Linked DNA regions of Sus scrofa: region 1 is linked to region 2. The links are chromatin contacts, called in public HiChIP or PLAC-seq maps. All regions are on one chromosome and are shown on one strand. The core of a region is the stretch at or near the end of the contact, and the rest is flanking DNA. Distances in the headings are between cores, read along the strand shown. Region 1 overlaps CREM (cAMP-responsive element modulator). Region 2 overlaps LOC110255705 (a long non-coding RNA gene).

What was found. HiChIP or PLAC-seq counts read pairs in DNA pulled down with a chosen protein or histone mark.
Region 1: a contact with region 2 is called in an H3K27ac HiChIP or PLAC-seq map of skeletal muscle. The contact joins two enhancer-like sites. A contact is called at or near these places in 1 of 47 Hi-C or Micro-C datasets (skeletal muscle) and 1 of 2 datasets of contacts at active chromatin or transcription factors (skeletal muscle).

The regions. Positions count from the first base shown.
Region 1 is chr10:57,889,987-57,895,945 of Sscrofa11.1, reverse strand. It overlaps CREM (cAMP-responsive element modulator), which reads right to left. Exons shown (of 8, transcript XM_021064986.1): 7 at 4,689-4,845; 8 at 336-1,084. The coding sequence ends at 940. Among named protein-coding and RNA genes, the nearest start is that of CREM, 63 kb to the right of the region's middle. Within about 2 kb of position 3,540, at least 11 of the 83 cell types and tissues checked have an H3K27ac peak or open chromatin away from gene starts, as enhancers often do. A contact at or near this core is called in skeletal muscle, where this site is marked.
Region 2 is chr10:56,766,941-56,772,588 of Sscrofa11.1, reverse strand. LOC110255705 (a long non-coding RNA gene) reads right to left here. Exons shown (of 2, transcript XR_002336405.1): 1 at 5,438-5,648; 2 at 1,172-3,839. Among named protein-coding and RNA genes, the nearest start is that of NRP1, 340 kb to the right of the region's middle. Within about 2 kb of position 2,393, at least 8 of the 83 cell types and tissues checked have an H3K27ac peak or open chromatin away from gene starts, as enhancers often do. A contact at or near this core is called in skeletal muscle, where this site is marked.

The DNA of each region.
Region 1 (5,959 bases), core at 2,291-4,790, 1.1 Mb before region 2:
CAGACCATCTGCAGAAAGGCCTGCTCCATCACAGCAGCTGCATCTCGGACAGCTGCTCTTCTGGGTAAAAGCTCTGGGGCTGTGCTTCCCACGAGACAGCAGAAAAGGGCACTGCAGAGAGCGTGACCCACTGCAGAAATGGGCAGCGTCTCCAGAGGGTATGCAAATCCAATTCCAACTCTGTTCCCTCGGTGAGGTGTTGCAACGTGTGTCACCTTTCCTCGCGTACTATCAAGCCGACACTAAAAACTTCTGCAAGCCCTTTTATGTTACACGATGGACTAAAAACTGCAGCCGATGTTCAGATAGTTAAATGAGCACCAAACGCTACCAAGTGTAACCAACATGGTTCTATTAAAAACTCTCTTCAACTATGGCATTCTGGGACAGGAATACAGTATTTTCTTTACAAAGCAACTGATATAAAAATCTGCAAATGCCGTAAGTTCAGTTATAGGCTATTATTTTCACATAGGCATGTCATCAGGTTCTTTCAACTCTTTCTCGCTTTCGACTCTTTCCTGAGGTATTTTTTGTGGTTTACTTTTATTGTACTGCTGGATGCATTCTCTTTGATTGTCCTTTTCTAAAGTGATTTCAAAAGACCTGCAAAAAATTTTATTGCATAGGACACTATTCATGACACACAGATTGGGAACTGCAAATATGTGGCATTGGAACAAGTCTTACAAATATTGCATTTTAAGAATCTGTTACATACATTTTTTTTTTCTTTTTTACAGTTTGTCTCTTTTAAAAAAAACTGAAGTTACAGCTAAGAGTTAACTACGTACAGTGAAGCAGTTTGGGAATGTTAGAGATTAGAAAATATGATGAATGACACAAAGGAAAAAAGCCATCATTCTTGCCGGCTATATGGTGTATTGCCTTCAGAAGCAACTGTACATGTGGGAGTCAGTTCATAGTTAAATATTTCTACTAATCTGTTTTAGGAGAGCAAATGTCTTTCAGGGTTTCCAGTTCCTCTATGAGCTTCTTGTTCTGAACTTCCAGCACTGCAACCCGACTCTCCAGACACTTGACATACTCTTTCTTTCGACGGCGACATTCCTTAGCAGCTTCCCTGCAAGAAAGTAGAAGCAAAAGGGCAAACAAAGCATGTTTCGCACGCTACTGACACCGCGACTGAAGCAAGCCTGGTGACGGGGATCACGGCTGCCTTCCGCATCCTGGAACAACATTCCCAAGTCAACTTCCACACACTAAGCCCAACTGGGTTCCTTAAGAAGGGTCACAAGGGTCCCTTCCACAAGTCCACACGGCAATGAGCAGGACGGCGGCACCTCCTGCCGGGGTTAGAGTTCAGGGCAAACAAGGTCCATGTCAAAGCCAGTTACTCTGCTTTATGGCAATAAAGGTCTTTGAGGGCCTTGAGTTCCTCAATGAGAGTCTTGTTTTGGTTTTCAAGCACAGCCACACGGTTTTCAAGACATTTGACATATTCCTTCTTCTTCCTGCGACACTCCCGGGCGGCTTCCCTGGAACCAACACAAGGCAAATGACTACAGGAACAACCCGTCAGGACCATCCAGAGTGGCTCGTCGACCTCTGCCCCCCAGCGCCACCGCCGGTCAGGCCTCGGGAGGGTCCGGACAGAGCCACACTCGGTTGTAACCAAGCACATGCCACCTGGTGAGGTTGCCTGAGGAGCGCACACGACGGCAGAGCGAGACAACTCGCCCAGCATTCTGTTCTCTTAGGGCGCATGTCCCATCACAGTGACCAGAAGCTTCTCAGTAACCAGAACAACAGGACCACCACCCCAAGCGGAACTGCTACAAACACATGTACAGATCTTTCCAGGTCTCTTATTTGGGTCCACCAAAAGCCATACCTTCCATCACAGTGAGCTAACTTGATTTAAAAATAAAAAATGATTAGAAAAATGAATCCTTAGAAGCCTGAAATGTCGATGTTGGAGATTTTGACTCTTCAAGACTAAATCAGTACAACAATCATGACTGCAAGCAACAGTTGATCAGCTAGAAAACAATATGGATAACAATAAGCAAATCATGCACAGTTTCAAAAACCAGAACCGAAACAAAAGGGACTCTGCTTCTGACAACTACAGAAGGAAAGAAGGGAGGGTACAGAACACGGGGTCAGAAATTCAGACAATGGCAACCCGGGCACGTGGGACGCCACAGCAGAAATCAGGGAAAGGATGTTACGAGACACACATCCGCTAACCGATTCCTGGGATTTAAAGCATTGCAGATGCGCCCCAAGAAAGCCCAGACCAGCAGCCAAAGCAGCGCACACGAATAAACAGATGAGCCGAGTTAGTCATCTCCACGCATAACCCCGCCCAAACCAACAGATACAGACATTTGCTCTTGCTCCTTTTTTGGGGGGTGGGGTGGGTGAGAGGGGGGGTGGTAACTGCACGGTTTAACTCCTCTGTAGAATATACCCTCTGATAACAGCTTTATTTTGGAGTATACCCTTGACAATAACTGCCTTTGGGCTACTCATCACAGCAAAAAGCCTGCATTGCAATAGATAACTTAAACATACATCAACAAAGGTGTGCTGAATGCTCTAACTCTGAACCAGGAGGGACATGTGCACCACATCTGGCCCGTTCTGCTTTATTTTTAGGATAGCTCACCCTCACTAACAGCTGGTTATCAGTGTTTTCTCTGCAGAGGAGAGGTCTTGAAATCCCAATGAACTGCAGGAAAAGCTCAAGCCCTGCTTCCCAGCCGAGAACAATGCCGTCACCCTGTAAACTCACAAGGTTCTCCGACTTCTCCACCGGGGCTCAGAAAAATTGACAGTGTAAAAGTGAACCGAGTCTGATTTAAAAAGATGAACTCAATGTCAATGATGCGTGGGGCAAAGTCAAGAATAAATCCAAGTACACGTAAACATTTGTCAGTTTGGGAATGTAATTCAGCTCTTCTACAGAGGAACTAAAACACCGAAGGTTTCATGATGGAATCATTCTATTAAATTCTAGATCTGGAAGGAAGACAGTCTCTTTACACAACAGGTTAACCATTAAACAAAGTTTTAAATATTGAAGAGCAGTGTGGCGGGATGTCTAATTTTTAAAATCTTATTTACCAAGCTGTACTATTTACTGTAAATACCCAGACTCCATATTTCATGTGCCTGCCTGCAAGTCACGAGTCAAAATGCTCTAAGCACAGAGCTCTGGACGGTCACATTCCTAAGGAGGCCTGAGCGATGGAAAACACCTGTTTCTTCTATTAATAGTGAGCTCGGTCTTCAGGGCTTGCATGGGTCTGGATGCCTCCTTAGCATGGGGAGGAAATACACAGCAAAGTGGAAAAGCTGAGCAGGTTGGTAGAGAAATAAAGGCTGTTGCTGGGTCGGAGAAATACACTTCAGTATCTATTATGAATGCCAGCCAAATAATTTATTCCTTCCAAAAAGAGAACGCATGAGAGGTCTTTCACGTTAATGAATAAATCCAACACACTCTCTGGGAAGCTAAATCTGCAGCTGACCCCGCTGTGTCTCCAAGGTGACTCCTGTGTGGCACAGTGTGGCCTCTGGGTAAAGACGGCCTGCTTCTAGTTCCAGGCTCTGTCCAGTTTGGGCTGCGTGATCTTAATCAGCTTGTTACCTGACCTCTCTGAGCCTCAGTTCCTCCTCTGTGAAGTAAGGAGAATAACCAGACCTGTTCTCATGTGCAAGTCACGTGCAAGCTAAAGAAATGGAAGCCACAATCGCTGAAAACCGGCTCAACAGACACTGAGCGATCTAGTAGCCATTTATCATCTGCTTCTCTCTTGCTCTGCTCTGAAACTGAAATCTGGAAGCTAACATAGACCCTTCTCAGAATCCCATGCAGCTAGGGATTCTCTTAGCTATTTCTAGCCAATGAAATGTGTGAGAAAATGAGACAGGGAACCAGAAGTGTACGTGCCGTAGGAGGTGTCTCTCTCTCTGTGCCGGGGCTGCGGGTAATTTTATTTCTTCCTCTTGCTTTGTATTGGTACTCAGCCAGAATTTTTCAGACTAGATATGGAAAATTTTGTTTTTTTCTCAGTATAATAGAGAAAAAACAAAGTTACAAAACAGATAAAACTACATGTAATGGACATAGAAAAATCTAAACTCACCTCCAATTTATTCTGCTTAAAAGAAGCTAAAAAATTATACTTATCAGGAGTTCCCACTGTGGCTCAGTGGGTTAAGAATCCAATTGCAGTGACTGGGGTCTCTGCAGAGGTGCAGGTTTGATCCTGGCCGGGCCTAGGGAGTTAAAGGATCCAGCACTGCCATAAATATGGCCAGGATTCAATCCCTGGACTGGGAACTTCCATATACCACGAATGTGGCCATAAAATAAAATTTTAAAAAACTACACTTATCACCTACTTCACAAAGCAAATACCGAGTACAAAATGAATATTTGTAATAAAGTCCTTCCATTATCATTAAAAAAATTAATGTACCTTTTAGACATTAGCCTAAAATGTATAAGGATATACCTCCTGCTGATAAAGTAGTTTCATGGCTGAAACTCTGATTAGAAGACTACCAGCAGCACACACAAAGCACAAACCCACACAAAATGCCACAAAACACAAAACTTGGGAGAAATAGCTGAGGATAAGCAGTTTTTAAAAAGCCCCACGATAATAAATTATAACCCCTAAGTGGTTGCGGTTTCTCACGAAATGTCTTACCTGTTTTTCATTAGCCTCAGCTCTCGTTTGCGTGTTGCCTCCTCTGCTAGTTGCTGGGGGCTGTGCAGGCTTCCCGGAGAGGCAGCCATCACCACTCCCTGAGGCAAAGCAGTAGTCGGAGCTCGGATCTGATAAGTCGGCATGTCACCAGTGGCAGCTGCAATGAAATAAAATACCACAAGTTATTTAAACAATTTACCACTTGATATTTTATATAAAATTGATCTGGAAATAACATACTTCTTTTTACATGTCATAAGAGATGAGGTTGCTAATGTTTAAGATGATTATTCTGAACATTATAGAAATCTTAGGTATTAAAGATCCCTTCAGCATTTGGAACAACGATTCTCAGCATGCTTTACACATTTCATAAAAAAATGTCCTAATGCATTTTAGAAAGGTTTTTATCAAAGGCTAAAGTAGAGAGGCTTTTCAACCCTTAGTTCATTTAGCCTAATATCAGTGGTGGGCTGATAAATGTTTAACCACCAGCTCTCTAGGGGGAAAAAAGCCCTGGTCTGTAGTGTCTATGGATTCCCATGATGTAAATACTTTCACTATGGCCAATTTCAAGCTACCAGTGTGACTTCACTGAATGTAGAGTTGGAAAGACATAACACAGTAAGCAGCACACCATTCAGATAAAGTAGATGTAAATAACCTCAAGAATGTAAATGAAATTATTGGGAGGGTGGGTTTTATATATTTATTAATATTATTTTAATGTAATTTTTATTAATATATATATTTATTATATATATACATATATAGTTATTAATAATGGCTGTTTTTGCAACCCATTCATAAAAATCCTGAAAATTTAATAATTGACTTCAGCAAACTAGTACGAGCTGGCCCTAGAACACCACTGCAGACGTTTTGAATTAATCAGAACATCTCCGTCCTCTGAATATCCCAGTTAAGAGATTTGCCTGACCCTATATCATGCCTGAAGCAGTTCCTGAATGTCTTTGTATAAGTCTAAGTCTTATTAACAGATGACGACTGAGGAACTACAAGGAAAATACTAGCTGTGTATTTTTAGCTTTAAACCAAGAACAACATAAGAAACAGGGAAGCTCTACTTAAAAATGGTCTCTCCAGGGAGGGATCATTTTGATCTTTCTTACATTTCTTAGGATAATATTACATTTCTAAGCCTTTGTTTTTCTGTTTTGTTTTGGCTGCACCCAAGGTCTAAAGGAGTTCCGGGGCCAGGGATTGAACCTGAGCCACAGCAACAATCAGAACCGGAGCAGAGACAATGC
Region 2 (5,648 bases), core at 1,144-3,643:
GGCTGGAGCACAGAGCAGGGCTCAGCAAGACAACTCACTGTTTGAGGGGAAGATTCTCTGGAACCCATCCTTTCTAGAGTGGGCGTTTGCTAAAACCATCCAGGGGCTTCTGGAGCTAAGGCAGGGTGGGGCACTACCTGGATTAATAATGAGTGAGTTCCAACTCCCCTCATGGGCATCTTGGGCCTTGCCTGCTGACTTGGACATTGTTGGTGGACCAACGCAGTAAGGAAGTGAAATTCCTCACCTGCTATTTGTAAAAACTGAGTGAGAGGCTGGAATAGAGAGCGATTTCTCTAGCTGTTTTGTGGAGGGAAGAAAAAGAGGAAATATGGAATACCTTCTCTGTGCAGGAACAGTTATCTTCTTTAATTCTCAACCCATGCCCATGTCCACTTTCTTCAGTGCCTTTGTTTGTCCATTTACTGAAGTGTTTAGCGAGTACTTACTAGGTGCTGGGCATTGTGCAACATACTGGAACTCAGTGTTCTGTGTCTTCTTGAACCTTCTAAGCTTGTGTTATCTCATCATTCATATGATGTGAGAATTAAATTTTAATTAACTTCGTGATTAGAATGTTTTTAATAATTAATCTATAGGAAGATAATTAATAAAATGCGTAGCAGGAAGGACGAGAGGGAGAAGAGCTACATTTTTACACGATGAAGGGAGAGAATGTGAAAGAAAAGAAAACCGACTTCTCTGATTTTATTCTGTGAATTTTACTCATTTTGTGAAGGGAAATGTGTTTTACCTTTAGAGCAAGCCCTCCGATTTTTTGACTGCTCATGGTGGGCCTTGCAGTTATTCCCGTGACCTGATAATACTTGGCTTCTGAGATTTTTCCCTTCAGCAGACTCCGTGAACTTTATTTCAAGATCAGCCTGTCTGTTTCACAGGACCAAGCTCCTTCCAGACCATCGTATGGGAAATGTCAGCCCCTGTCAACATCCCTAACGTTTAAATTCCTGGGATACCAGAGATATTCAGAGGGAACTGCATGCACACATTACTCTCCCAAATACTCTCGGGAAGAGGCGAGGTGAGGTCTTCTCAACGCTTTTGTAATAGAGACATAGGCCAATAACTAGATTCTATAGATCAGGAATCATGTCCTTGCTGAAGAGTTGAGCAGACCTGTATAACACAGAAAGAGGTATAAGGCTGATCATCTATTTGATAATTTTTTATTGATAGTTTGGATCATTCATCCAAAACCGATAGCCTTCCGCTGACTATTTTCTATCCAAAAGCTTGAGAAAGACATTCCTGTGGTGGAAGATGGCATTCTGGGCTTCTTCATCAAAAGGACCTCAGATTTATTCCCGTGACAAAGGCCACCTTCGCCCAAGCGAGGCTGTCTGGAGATGGCCTAAGTGTGACATTCTCCGAAGAGACATCTCTGCGGAAGCCTGTCCTTCTGCCGGGCTGATGGGGCTGCCAGCCTACGAGCTTGACCTCTGTGGCAAATGAGCCTCCTGGTCATTCCATGTGAACGTGTGAACTTGTCCTGTGATCTTGCTTGCCTGAGCGCCTCACAGCTGACTCATAAGAAATTTTCGAGGTTGTTTGCTCTGTCCCAGAGAATCATTCGCCATGCTGGCCAGCATGCAGGGGCCAATGCTTTGATCTGCTTTGCAGGACTTACTGTCATTTGCAGAGTGCTAAAATTAAGCTTGGCAGCAGCCCACGGAGGCAGAAGGCTCTGTCCTGCTGACCAAGGGGCAGCCTGGAGTCACACAGACAGGCGGAGACAGGTGAAGCAGACGCTGGGAAAAGATGCCATCGCAGAACAGATAGGAAGGGTAGGTGGGGTGAACTTGCAAAGGGTTCAGAGGGGCTGGGGCTGAGCTGAGTGGGCAATATTAGGAAAAGGCTCGGAGGGGAGGGAGCTGTTTTCCCAGGAGACCGAGATCTGAAGAGACTGCTGAAGAGAGACTGTATTTGTCACAGCGAGAATAATCAGTATGTTGGCATTTGGACTCCAGTGACAGGGATGAAAATGAGATTCTGTGAAAGATGTATCAGAGTCAACAGGCAGGGGCTGGGCTCTGGCAGGAAGGATGAAACAACCAAATGGAGACACTTGGCGGTGGAAAGTGAGGTTGCCATAACTGTCTCGAACCCAGTGTGCACGGGGGTGGAGGCGCAGGGTGCTCATCGGAAAGTGGGGTGAGCTCTGAGCAGCCCGTGAGGCCTCCTGGTGAGAAGGCTGGTAGAGGAGGGGGGACCGTTGGATGACAGTGACTTTGGGATTGGTAGGGCCATTGCCCCTCTACCTCCCCCTGCCCTGCCACATGGGGCTCGCTCTTGCTCTCATGCTTGAGACGGTCTCAGACGGCCTCTTTATTCTGCACAGCTATTGCCTGTGACCCCGATGAACCACGGGTGAGAAGGCTGGGACTTGGAGACATACTTCAGCAGAGCCCTATTAACTAAAAATAGAGTGTGAGCCGCGGTTTACCTGAGGCCAGCCTGCATGTGACTTCTGGATCCCTATTTATCAACAGGCTGTGACTGCGCGTCTGGAACAAGCCAGATCTGTTCTTATTTACCTGTCAGCCGGGAGAATGCCCATCTCACAGAGGGCCATTGCTAGGTGCTGAACCATGGTAACACCAATAATTATCACATCCTTAAGGCAGGTATGCAGACGAACTCCCAAAGCATTATCTCATTGCCCACGCAAGGCTCTAACGGGTCGGAAGTGGGCAGGAACACGTGCCTTTATCCTTGGGAGGGGTGAAGACACAGGTTTAATGAATCGCCCAGGATCCAGCAAGAATGACAGCTGGCCCCTGTCTCACCCATCACAAAACTGGATTTTCTCAGCCCTGATCTTATTTTCTCTATGAATAATGTGCATTGAAACTTGTATCCTGAGACCCTCTGCTCAATCTAATCTCCGGGACCTTCTAACAGGCACTAAGTGGGAACTGAGCCTCTTTGGGGGCAGAAAGATCCCTTCATAGAAGAAAATAAATCCTTAATGGGAAACACAGCCTGAGGCTGCTGCGGGTCTGGGGAAGACAAGGTCTCTGGGGGGATGCTCGAATTAGTACACACACACACACACACACACACACACACACACACACACAGGCGCTTGCCTTTCTCCAAAACTATTTAGAAGTTTATACAGATCTGTGAGAGCCGGCGGTCACATGGAGAGCCCCGGGTTCTGATTCATGAGCTACCCTTACAATCATCTGAGAGTCAATTAAAAAAACCTTGCCATAGGATAGAGCCCACCAGTGAAACAAGGAGAGAACAATGGACAGCCTGTCCCCAGACCGACCTGTGACTGTGGAATTGGAGAGAGAAAAGATGGCCGAGTGTCAGTACTTTAAAGAACAAACGATGCTTTTTAGGCCACAGGGCCTGGGGCAGAGCTAACGGTTTATGGAAAGGCCCGTCTGCCCGTGACGGGGGTTGTCAAGGTTGGGTGCAGTTTAGCCGTGACACGGACTGGATGCCGTGGCCATTTTGGAGCATCAACTCTGCACGTATTCAGGCAAGATCATTATCCCCAAACCTCTTTAGGCCAGAGTCCTGCCCGATTCCGAAGGAAGGCAGTCATTTTATTATTTTAAATGAGTTGAGGCCTCTCTCTTCAAACAGCTTCCTTTCACCTGTCCCAGCTCCTGCCCCAGCCACGATTCTGTGCGAACGAGGGGTAGAAAGTGATCACAGCTTGACTCAGCTCAGAAAGCCTGTCATGATGTGCAGAGGCAACACCACTTCTTTAAGGTGACAAAGGATCATTTTTCTAGGAAAGTAGATCCTCAGTAAGAACTCCTCTTCTGGTGCAGCTTGTATTTCTAGTACCCGTTTTCTCTCTGGGGAGAAGATCTCTTATTGATTATCATAAAAACAGCCGGGACTTACCATAGATTTTGCATACATTAAATTTAATTTACAGAGATACATCTTAAAACTCTTTATTAGTTTTTGCCTTTGGGGGGGCAGTTCCCTCCCCCTTTTTTTCTTTTTAGGGCCACACCTGCAGTGTATGGAAATGCCCAGGCTAGGGGTGGAATCGGAGCTGCAGCTGCAGGCCTACGCCACAGCCACAGCGACGCCAGATCTGAACCACATCTGTGACCCATGCTGCAGCTTGTGGCAAGGCCTGATCTTTAGCCCACTGAGCAAGGCCAGGGACCGAACCCACATCCCCATGGATACTAGTCAGGTTTTTCCACTGCTGAGCCACAGTGGGAACTCCTGAAAGCTTCCAATCTCACTTTGTTCATTAACATCAAGGAAGGACACCCTAGGAGCCACAGTTCTGGGCTGTCCTGCCCCTCGGACCACAGGTCCGAGGCTTCCCGCCAGCTCCTCCATCTCTGATTAAGAACCACTCACTTAGACCGACTGGTCTTAAGTCCTAGTTCTGCCATTGGCCCCCTGAGGGTGTTTGAATACTTTCTTTAACCTCTCCTGGTTTCCTAAATCTCTGACGCAGAGCCAATTCTAACTCACAGTGGTTGTTGAGATGAGTCGGCATAACCCAGGTAAGTGGCTGGGTGCGCTGCAGACATGCCTTGGACGTTAGCTTCACCAACCACGTCATCAGTTTCCTCGTGGCAGAAATGAGGCTTTGATTTACTCCAGATCAACACAGATATTTCCATATATCAGTTGACAGAACTTTACCAGTTATGGCTGATTGACAAAGTTAATCCTCAACAAAGTCCATTAAACATCCCTGCTTTTTCTGGAAGGGCAAAAGCACAGGACTCACAGTACCAGGATAGATGTGAGCTTTCAGGCCGTCAACTTGTAGCAAATTATGTCCAACCCCAGTATGGTAATTTTGTGACAATTGTTACTCTGCTGGAAGTTGAGCTGAGATGACCAAAGATGTAATTTTCGTGTTTCAACTTTTCTACAGCATCTTATTATTTTTAAATAGAAAATAATGTACAGACAAATGGTGAGGTCCTCTGCTTTTTATTCCCACTCTTTTTCGGTGAGGATGCTGCAAAACCTTTTAGTCTCCAAGCTGTCTACAAAGTGCTGCTTTCAAATATTAAGGGGCCAGAGTTTCACTGGGCCTTCCTTCCATCGCCTTCTGTTATTTACAGGTGCTGATTCGAAATGCAAAAATTCCAATTTCCTAGTGTAATTACCCAATTTATATGCACAAAGGTGGGTGCCACTCACAAAAATTAATGCAGCCTGAAATACCGTAGGTGAGGCCAGTTCAAATGTGATTCTCGCTGAACATATTCTGGCCTGGCTGGAAACGCCACTGGCCAGATGATGTCACTTATGCCACATCTCTTAACTTGACATCAGTGCCAGCAGGGGGTCCTGTTCTGGGTGCCCATTTCTGGGTTCTGAATTTGAGCTTGTGGGTGGCAGGGACCATCAGTGGCTTCTTCTAGAAGGTGATAGGATGGAACTGGAATTTTTGCAAAATGAATTTGTTCACCTGTGCAGGATGATCGGTAGATTCTGAGGAGGGAAGAGCCATGAGGAGGTCACCCCCAGGGAAGCCATGTGGGCTGGAAACCAGGGCCTGGACCTGGAAGGGAAACATACCAGGCGGAGGGGGAGGTAGATGAAGACATTTGGTGATGGCTTAACATTCACACTGACTGAGATGAGTCTAATAAGCGTCTCAAGCTGCCTGAGAAAATAAT